2 separate regions of the Rattus norvegicus genome follow, and region 1 is linked to region 2. Evidence: chromatin contacts called from public Hi-C data. All regions are on one chromosome and are shown on one strand. The core of a region is the stretch at or near the end of the contact, and the rest is flanking DNA. Distances in the headings are between cores, read along the strand shown.

Evidence for each region. Hi-C and Micro-C count contacts between places; a contact is called where the count stands out from the background.
Region 1: a contact with region 2 is called in a Hi-C map of frontal cortex, with 1.8 times the contacts expected there. The contact joins the promoter of Hint1 here to the promoter of Fnip1 in region 2. A contact is called at or near these places in 3 of 12 Hi-C or Micro-C datasets (Schwann cells, frontal cortex and psoas muscle).

The regions. Positions count from the first base shown.
Region 1 is chr10:39,488,683-39,493,627 of GRCr8, forward strand. It overlaps Hint1 (histidine triad nucleotide binding protein 1), which reads left to right and starts at 1,543. Exons shown (of 3, transcript NM_001109607.1): 1 at 1,543-1,711; 2 at 4,627-4,731. The coding sequence starts at 1,601.
Region 2 is chr10:39,065,988-39,070,846 of GRCr8, forward strand. Fnip1 (folliculin interacting protein 1) reads left to right here and starts at 2,477. Exons shown (of 18, transcript NM_001271163.2): 1 at 2,477-2,677. The coding sequence starts at 2,586.

The DNA of each region.
Region 1 (4,945 bases), core at 293-2,792, 420 kb after region 2:
TTTGGTTCTTTCTTTTTCGGAGCTGGGGACCGAACCCAGGGCCTTGCGCTTCCTAGGCAAGCGCTCTACCACTGAGCTAAATCCCCAACCCCTTACTTATATTTTTTAAATTATGTGTGTATATATGTGTATCTGTGCGATCTATGTGCGCCCAGTCCACAAGTGATTGAAGGCATCCTGCTAGGCCAGAGGCATCAGATTTCGCCCCCAGAGCTGCAGTTACAGGCAGCTGTGATGTTTTTGCTGGCCTCTGAGAGAACAGTTTGTGTCTTGATCACCAAACCATCTCTCTAAGTCCCTAAGGTCACTATGGCCACTTGGAGATTGTCAGATAAGAGAGCCAGGAACAGAATCCAATGAGATGTGGAACGGGGGGGGGGGGGGGGGGGGCTCCATGTGCAGAAGAAACCATCCAGAGGGCAGTGGGATGGGATGTTGAAAGAAGCTAACGGTAACAACAGTGGCGACCCACGTCCACAGATCTATATGACAACTGGGATTGTCTACAGAACGTTGTGAATGGAGGTCCTGCCTAATCCCGACGAGGAAGAAATGACCCAAAGAACCAACGATGACAAAGTGCACACGATATTCAGAAAACACTTTTTAAGAGGACCGAGGGGACAGAGAGGAGGAAGGGTGGAGGCGGGGCCAAGAAAGACTTTGTTTCTTCTTCGAAACTGATTCCAGCCAGGAAGATGGCCCTAGGGGCTTACAAACAACTCCTGCCTAGGTCTCATCTCTCCAGACTTGGACTTAATTAATGTGGGGTGTGGTCAGAGATGTTTAAAGAGTTCCCAAGTGGTTTTTAGTACGTAGTTAAGATTGAGAATCGCTGCCACACAAAGCGAGAAACAAAGCAAAGAACACCTGATGTAAGGCTTCATATGGCTCTTAGCCAAGACCTCAAACAACTGAGGGTTTAAATGATCAGGGTTAAGAGCACTTGTAGCTCTTGCAGAGGACCAGGTTTCAGTTCTATCCACCCACATGGCTCACAACCATCTGTAACTCTAGTTCCAGGGGATCCGAGGCATTAGATATAATGCACTCTTACGCATGCTGGCAAAATACTCACACACACATATACATATATAAAATAAAAATCTTAAAAAAAAAAAAAGGCTACGGTATCACAAGCCAGCAAATGTGATCAGCACAACTTGAAACAGAAAACAGACTGCTCTGGAACAGGGTCTCAGGTAACCCAGGCTGGCCTCAAACAATGTTGAGGATGAACTGAATTTCCATCCTCCTGCCTCCATTTCTCAAACTCTAGGACTACAGACGTGCAGCACCAGATCCGGTTTATGAGGCGGTAGAGTTCAAATCTAGAACTCCGTATACGCTTGGCAAGCACTGGGCCAAACCTAGCCTCCTCCCAGAACTAGCAAATCAAAATTTCTTATAGAGGTGCAGAGGCAAAGAACCGGCGCTTCCTCCGCCCATTTCATTCCTTCGCTCCCAGCGGCTGCGGCGCCGACGCCGGCGCCAGAGCGCATGCGCAGACCGACCGGGCGCGAGCCGGCAGTCCCCGCGCGCTCTCGCGGTTCCTCTCCCCACCGTGGCCGCGGCGCGGGAAGGACAGCGACCGGCCGCGATGGCTGACGAGATTGCCAAGGCTCAAGTGGCCCAGCCCGGTGGCGACACGATCTTCGGCAAGATCATCCGCAAAGAAATCCCGGCCAAGATCATTTTCGAGGACGATCGGGTAGGCTTGCCGCCCGGCGACACGCCGGCGTTCCCTGAGGAGCCGCGGGCCTGAGACGACGCGCGGCCTGGCTGGCCTGGCCCTGCGCCCGCGTGGCCCTGCGGCGCGTGCCTGCGCTCGGGTTACGCGTTATCGGCCGCTCGGCCCGCCGCGTGTCGCGGCCCTGGTGAGGTGATGCGGGCCGAGGCCCTGGGAGGTGACGCCCGCCCCGGTCCCCTGTGAAGTGCAGACCCATGGGTGACGCCCACGGGGGCCGGCGACCGCCACCCACCACGCGGGTGTCAATCTGGCCGTCGAGAAACCGGATCCTGCCCCCGGCGCAATCTCTGCGATCTCCCGCGCGCAGCGGTCCGGGCACTGCTAGGTCCTTCTGCTCCCTGTTCCGGCCGCAGACGTTGCCTCTGGGGACTGGCCTTACCCCTTCAAGCTTTTAAAAATATATATATATATATATATTGCTTTAAGGATTTTCTGGTTTGTTGTTTTAATAGATCGGCTTCACCATTCTAGGCTGATCATAAACTCGCTGAGTAACTAACTGGGGCTGACCTTGAACCCTGCTATGCTAGGATTGCAGGTGGTCCACGCCCTGCTGATCGAAGAAAACATTTATGATGCAAGATCAAAAGTTGTCTTTTTTCCCTCCTCCTTGATAGATTAAATCGCAGTCGATATTGAAGACCAATTTTGTAAATTATTTCCTAGGCAGTGATATGGCTTTCAGTCTCACATAAAGCAGGGTGGTAACTTGGCTAGACTAGAAAGTTTTGTGCTGGTTTGTTCAGTCCGCTTAAGAAATTTGAAATATGGGGTTGGGGATTTAGCTCAGTGGTAGAGCGCTTGCCTAGCAAGCCCGGCTCCCAAAAAAGAAAAAAAGAACCAAAAAAAAAAAAAAAAGAAAAGAAAAGAAATTTGAAATATAAGAAAGCATTAATGCTACTGGTAATATTCACATAGACCTGAAATAGTACTCCAAACTTCATTTGGTTCCTTGAGGTGAGTTTTATTTAAATTGCTATATGTGTCACTAATTGGGGAAGTTCTTTTGTCTTAGAAAGAGCCCCATTTCATTGGAAAGGTTTACAAGTCTTGTAGCATGCATGCCCTGTAGTCCCAACCCTACCATCCAGAAGACTGAGCAGGGAGTTACAGACCAGCCTATATTATGGAATAAGTTGCTTACTCAAAAACAAAGCAAAACAAAACGGGGTGGGGGAGGGGAGAACACAAAACACTTGCAGAGAGAGAGAGAAGCATTCTAAATGACACAGCATCTTATACAGTGTATCAAGTAAAATTACTCCTTAGCCAAATGAGTATGGCTGGATCCTGTTAGGAAGAGAGCAAGAGAGCATGAGATATAAAACATCAGTACCAGCAGTGCCTGCACAGTAAAACAAAACAAACCATGAAATTGCACAATCAGGACTTCGATCTGGAAAAGGTGGGAGGGGGAAGGGAGCCAAGTTTGTTTCCATAATTAAAAGGATGGAAGCTTGGAAGCTGAGGACAGTGGCTAAGAGTGCTTCCTGTGAAAGCTTGAGGACCTGAGTTCAAATCCCCAGCACCCATATGTAAGCTGGGCTTAGCTGCCTGTGCCTGTGACTCTAGCAGCTTGATGGCAAAGTGTGGGAGCCTGCTGGCAGCTAGCTGGCCAGTCAGCCTAGTCAAAACAGTACATTCAATGAGAGACCCTCATCTAGGCATTAAGGTCCAGAGTAATACAGGACGGTTGCGGCCATAGGTGGCACATACACAAAAAGTGAAAGAAACTATTAACATGGCAGGAATTTGTAGATTTTTCAAGTTGAGGAATATATAGCCTTTAAACAAAAGTTGAGGTTAAAGGTGGGCTGGAGAGATGACTCAGCCGTTAAGACCTGGGTTTGATACCTGGTACCCACATTAGGTGGCTCAGGACTGACTGTCTTATGCAGTTCAGGGGATCCAGCATCCTCTTCTGGCCCCCATGGGCACTCAGTATGAACATGGTGCACATCCATGCATGGAGGCAGAAAATAATCTTCAAGAATAAAGAGCTTGGGTGGTGGTGGCACACACCCAGCACTCAGGGGCAGAGAGGCAGGACTGCCTCTGAGTTCAAGGCCAGCCTGGTCTACATTGTGAGTTCCAAGACAGCCAGGGCTACATAAAAAACCCTGTCTGGAAAAAAGAAGAAAGGAGAATTAATTAATTAAAAGAGAGAGAGAGAGAGAGAGAGAGAATGAATGAATGAATGAATGAATACGGGAGGATCATTGTACGGGGAATATCCATGGACAGCGTGGTTTGAGCCAGAAGACTTGGATGAGATTGGCCTGGTAAGGCTGATGGGACTAAGTTTTGCCCATCCATTGTTTTAGTAACTGCTTTATTGCTGTGAAGAGACAGTAAGGCAACTCTTACAAAAGAAAACTTTTTATTTCTTATGGTTTTCTGAGAAAGGGTCTGTGTGGCCCCGGTGGTCCTAGAACACACTCTGTATATTTGGCTGGTCACAAGCTCACAGAGATCCACCTGTCTCTGCCTCCCAAGTGTGGGTGCTAAAGGGTGTGCACCACTACTGCCACCAGCCAGCTGAAAGAGAACATCTAACTGGGAGACTGCTGACAGTTTCGGGGGTTTCATCCGTTGTCATGGTGAAAGCATGTGGGTGGGGAATGAATATAAATGTGTTTGATAACTAAGATTCAAATATATGAGCCTGAGGGCCGAGGCACAGATTCAGTGTCACTGTCGCAGAATGGCTGTCCGTGATCACTCAGTCTAAACCATACTCTTCTGTGGTAATCACCTGTGTCAGCCTGGCGTCTGTTCAGTGCCTCCCATTCTGACCATGCTTACTACTTGACAGAGAGTGAGTGTGTTTTAGCCTAGCAGGTGATACACTAACGCTTCTGTTTGTTTTTCCCCAGTGTCTTGCTTTTCATGACATTTCCCCTCAAGCACCAACACACTTTCTGGTGATACCCAAGAAGCACATATCCCAGATTTCTGTGGCAGATGATGATGATGAAAGTGTAAGTAATTTCTAACATTGTATGTCACTGTTTGTTTGTTTGTTTTCTCTCTGTGTATCCCTGGCTGTCCTGGAATTTCCTATGTGGACCAGGCTGGCCTGGCACTCAACAGAGCCTGGCCTGTCCCCATCTCCTCTGAGTGTTGGAATTAAAGGCGTGCTCCACCACCCTCAGCTTGATTGCTTGTTATTTAACGGCCAGCAGTGTACATTTT
Region 2 (4,859 bases), core at 1,227-3,726:
TCACCCATGAAGTAATTTTTTCCCAAGATGAAGGCACATGAGGATACTGTATTCGGAAACTTTCTTCTGAGGGAACCTGGGAAGATTCATCTCTGTGCCAGCCATAAACAGCCTCCTGTCCTTAAGAGTCTTTGGTCCTGTGTAGAAAACGTTAGTCTGCCTCTACTCACATTTATCTAACTTGTATAAAAACAAGGAAGGTCAGCAGTTTGCACATTGACTTATCACATTGACTTATCATGTTTTTTCCACCTTTAAAAAAAGTCACAAATACTTTGTTTGAAAAAAAAAATAGCCCCTTTCACTGTTCCATTGCTGTGAAGAGACGTCATGACCACGACAACTGTTCAAAGAGAAAATATTTAATTGGGGGCTTGCTTACAGTTTCCGAGGCTTAGTCCTTTATTATCATGGCTGGGATCATAGTGGTGTGCACAGCAGGCATGGTGCTAGAGGAGTAGTTGAGAGCTACATCTTTATCTGCAGGCAGAGAGAGGGGAGGATGGAGAGGGAGAGGGAGAGGGAGAGGGGGATGGTTCTTGTGTGGGCTTTTTGAAACCTCAAAGCAAACTCTAAGTGATACACTTTCTCCAACAAGGCCACACCTATTCTAACAAGGCACCCTAATCCTTTCAAACAGTTCCACTATCTGGTGACCAAGCATTCAAGAATATGAACTAGTAGGGTCCATTCTTATTCAAACCAACACACCCAGTAACTTTTGAAATGAGCAGTTTACAAAGGACCTATGATTAAAATCTAACCATTGCATTACGTTCTCAGAAAGCCCTTCCTGTGACATAATTTCATTGTTTAGCTCATTAATTGCACAACACTAATCACGATCTGAAATTACTTATCCATTTACTGTCTCTTTGCCTATAAAATTAGCTTTTCTGTTCTTGATGTTGATCCGCAGTATACAGAGCTCAAATTTGTGGAATGAGTAAATTTTTTTTTTTTTTGGCTGTTTGTTTGTTTTTTGAGACGGAGATTCACTGTGTAGCGGTGGCTGCCCTGGAACTCTGTAGACCAGGCTGGTCTCAAACTCACAGAGATCCACCCTCTTCTGCCTTTGGGATTAAAGGTGTGTGCCACCACTGCTTGACTGCTAATTCACTTTTTACATTATTGCCTTAAATGTCTTGTGTACTGGAGTGACGGAGACAGGATATAGAACTGGAGTGTCCTCCTTCCTCCCTCCTCCCTCCTCCCTCCTCCCTCCTCAGCCAACATCTTTGGAAGCTGGGAGGTAGCTCTGTGGATGAAGTACTTGGTGTGTGAGCATGAGAACCTGTGTTCCATTCCCACTTAGAGGATGGTCAAAGGAATGTAAGATTGTAATTTTAGTACTGTTGGAGAAGATGAAGTAGAAGGGGTAGCCTAGACTACTTGGTGAGCTACAGGCCAGCAAGAGAGCCTGTCTCAATAAATATATAGAAATCTTGTATCATTAGAGCTCAACATGCTGATCATAGACAGATTATTAACGATATAAAATATTCTGCTAATTTTTCTTTTTTCCACGTTAGGGCTACTTATTTATTTTTCTTAAACTCTAACTACAGATCAGTTGGTAACTTCTTAAAGACTTGTTTCCTATGTCTAATTAAGTGAAATTCTCAAATGTCTTTATCTAGCTTTCCAAGCATACACCAATATTTCCCCACATCCACACTTCTCAGAGAACTGCATTCCACTCTACTAAATCCCTTATCCTGGTAAACCGATGACAAATTTGATCTGAACACTGGTATTTTGATAAGACTGGAAGGATGTTTGTGAGCTGTATTTTCCGTTTTGAAAGAAGTCTTGCCGTTTGGTTACAATGTCACGGTTCCTCCTTTTCTCATACCTAGATATTAAGATATATAGCTTTGTTTCATGGAAGTTCTGATTCTGGTCTCCCTTAGACATTTGCTAAACTTCTTGTTTGGTGATGAGGAGCTCACTAACCGCAGTCTTTCAAATTCTAAATACTTAGCATAAACTGTTAGATATTTTTAGGTGGATGCCTTTTTTTTTTTTTTCTTTCTTTTTTTTTTTTTTTTTTTTTTACGGCTGCTTGCCTCCCTTGGTTTTGCTTGTAATTTTGTTGGTTACCAAGGAGATCGAGCCTGAGCCTCCAGTCGCTAGATCCTCCTAGAGACTAAAAGCGGGTGTCAATGCAAACCGCGCCTCAAGTCGCAGACCCAGGTCTCCTCCTAGAGCCCTAGCAGCTTGGGAGGGCCAGAGGCGGGCCGGGGTACTGGAGGATCTCTTCTGCCACCCAGCCGAGCGCGCCCTCGCGCGCCCCGCCCCGTGAGAGGCCGCGTGACTGACCCATGGGCCAGCCAATGGCAGGAGGCCCCGCCTCTCCACCCCCAGCCCGCCCCCCGCTCAGTTTGCTGCCACGTGATGCGGCTCGTCGCCAGCCAATCCGGGCGACCTCAATCTCGCGCTCCGCCCCGCGCGCCGTGGCCGTTTGAAGTGACTAATTTCTGTCATATGACTGAGGCGCCCATGGGGGTGGCGGGGCGGCGGTAGGAGCGGGGGGCCTCCGGCGAGCTCCCAGCCGAGCGACCCCCGGTCTGGAGGCGGCCAGCATGGCCCCCACCTTGTTCCAGAAGCTTTTCAGCAAGCGGAGCGGGTTAGGCGCGTCGGGACGAGACGCCCGCGACCCGGACTGCGCGTTCAGGTAAGGCGTCGCGGGGCCCCGAGGGTCGCGGCCTCGGGCGGGGCGTAGGGTCCCCTGCCCACTTCGCTCGGTTGTTTACGCCCCGCCCGCGCCACGCGCCGCGTCCCCCGCCCCAGCACCGCGGCCTCCGGAGGCTGGCGGTCCGCACGCTGCTCCGGCTGCGACCTCACCGCAGGCCTCCGGGCCGGGCTGGGAGTTGCTGTCTCCCTGTGATCGGCAGCGGTCGGATGGCTTTGTGCAGACTGCCCCGCGTTCGGCCAACCTGCGGAGCACTGAGGAGGCTGGAGGAGCGAGTGGGCAGGCTGCCGGTCTGTCAGGCTTCTTGGAAACTAAAATTGGAGCTGTGCAGTTATCGTGCCGAGCGACCTTAGTGTTATCGAAGGAGAAATGCGAAACCGAAGTGGTTAGGGTTACTACTGGCCGGATTCAAGGAGGACTTGGGTTAGAACTTGCTGTCGAATTTTCTTTCCCTTCTTACACCTGTTACTGAAAAGGAGTTTCTTGCAAATGGAGAACGGTAGCGTGTGTGTGTGTGTGTGTGTGTGTGTGTGTGTGTGTGTGTGTGGTGTTGTTGTTGTTGCTGCTGCAGGCTTTGTTTCTTTCTGATTGCAGAACCTGTTGCTGGTACAGTAACTTCTTAGAATTGTCAGATATGTAGAAGCTTGGACTCAACGGTTAAATTCAGCCGTGAAATTGTATTTGAAGAAGATATTGTTGTGTCTTCCAAAATGCGCTGTGGAAACTTGCACACGTAACTAGGCCAAATGTCACATATCATACAAACTTGGCTGTATAGCAGAGAACTCAGTTGTACAGTAATAGTAAAAGGGAAACTGTCAAAATTTGCACCAAGCCCAAGTATAAGATGATTGCACTACATAGGTCTTACGGGTTTTAATATTCTTCAAATTATCCACCCTGTCAATAATACAGATCACATCAGGAAACAATGCGTGGGATTGAATATTAAATGGCAAGTAATTTAACTGATATTTAAAGGGAGAAAAAGGTCAGTTACTGTTTTGGAAACACAATAAAAGAATTTTCATGGTATTGGCTTTTCTTCATAATGGGAAGTAAATGTCTTGTGCTGTAGTCATCTGACATTTGTTTTTCCTTTGAAAAACGAAAGTGCAGATAACACCAGATAATACACCAAGACACCTAGGAAATCGAGAGACCCAGGAAGCAGCCTCTGGAGAGAGATTTAAAAGATAACATTTAAATAGACAACTTTCTATTTCTGTGCAAAGACTGACTTTGGGTAATAAGATTACAAGAGTCTCAATTTTTTAATGTGAACAAAATCTACTTTTTGATTAAGTGTTCTATATGGTTGTGTAATACTTTACTGCTGCCAAAGAACTTTCCCATTGGTTATCTCGTTGCACAGTAACCTCATGAGACAGAGCAAGTAGCAATGTAGAGATGATTTTATAATCCTTTTTCCAGTATGGAAGCCCAATACCTGCAGTTGATCATGAGAGCTTGCTATGAAAACAAGATGTGTACAAGTGTAATGTGAGAAAAGGAATTCTGGATCACATACCTAGTGACTTGAGATCTAATTAATCCAGCTTTTAAAAAGCTTCCTTGATCTATAATTAGAATACAATAAAAATGAGTATACGTGAGGTTACAGTCCCCTGAGTGCCGTCACATGTACACAGTTTATACACACCACTCCACTGAACCTTCACAGCCATTCATTCTGTCAACCGAGAGTTTCACTTGTGCTCACTCCTTTTCCTCAGTCCTTAACCCCCTTTCACCCAAGTAAAATTTGGTCTGCTTTCTTTCATTATATTTTGGCTTTTTGAACATTTCATATAAATGTGATTATAACTTTCATAGCCATGTCTGGCTTCTTTTTACCTACAATAATGTTTTTTCAGATGTACATATGACATTCCCTTTTTAGTAGTTCCATTCATCCTTTAAGTAGGTGATTTATTGTATGGATATGGCACATATCCCCCCCCCCCCAACACCCCCTGCATGTGCTGAATTTGATGTTGAGAATCCTCTTGGATTGACCTTTCCTCTTATTAAGACAGAGTCCCATAGTCAAACCCAGAGCTTCCTACGTTTCTGATCTTGGTAGTCAGCTTGCTCTGGCAACCATTTTGCTCTGCCTTAATGTAACTGGACTAACAGGTGACAGAGAATGCCCACCTGCCAT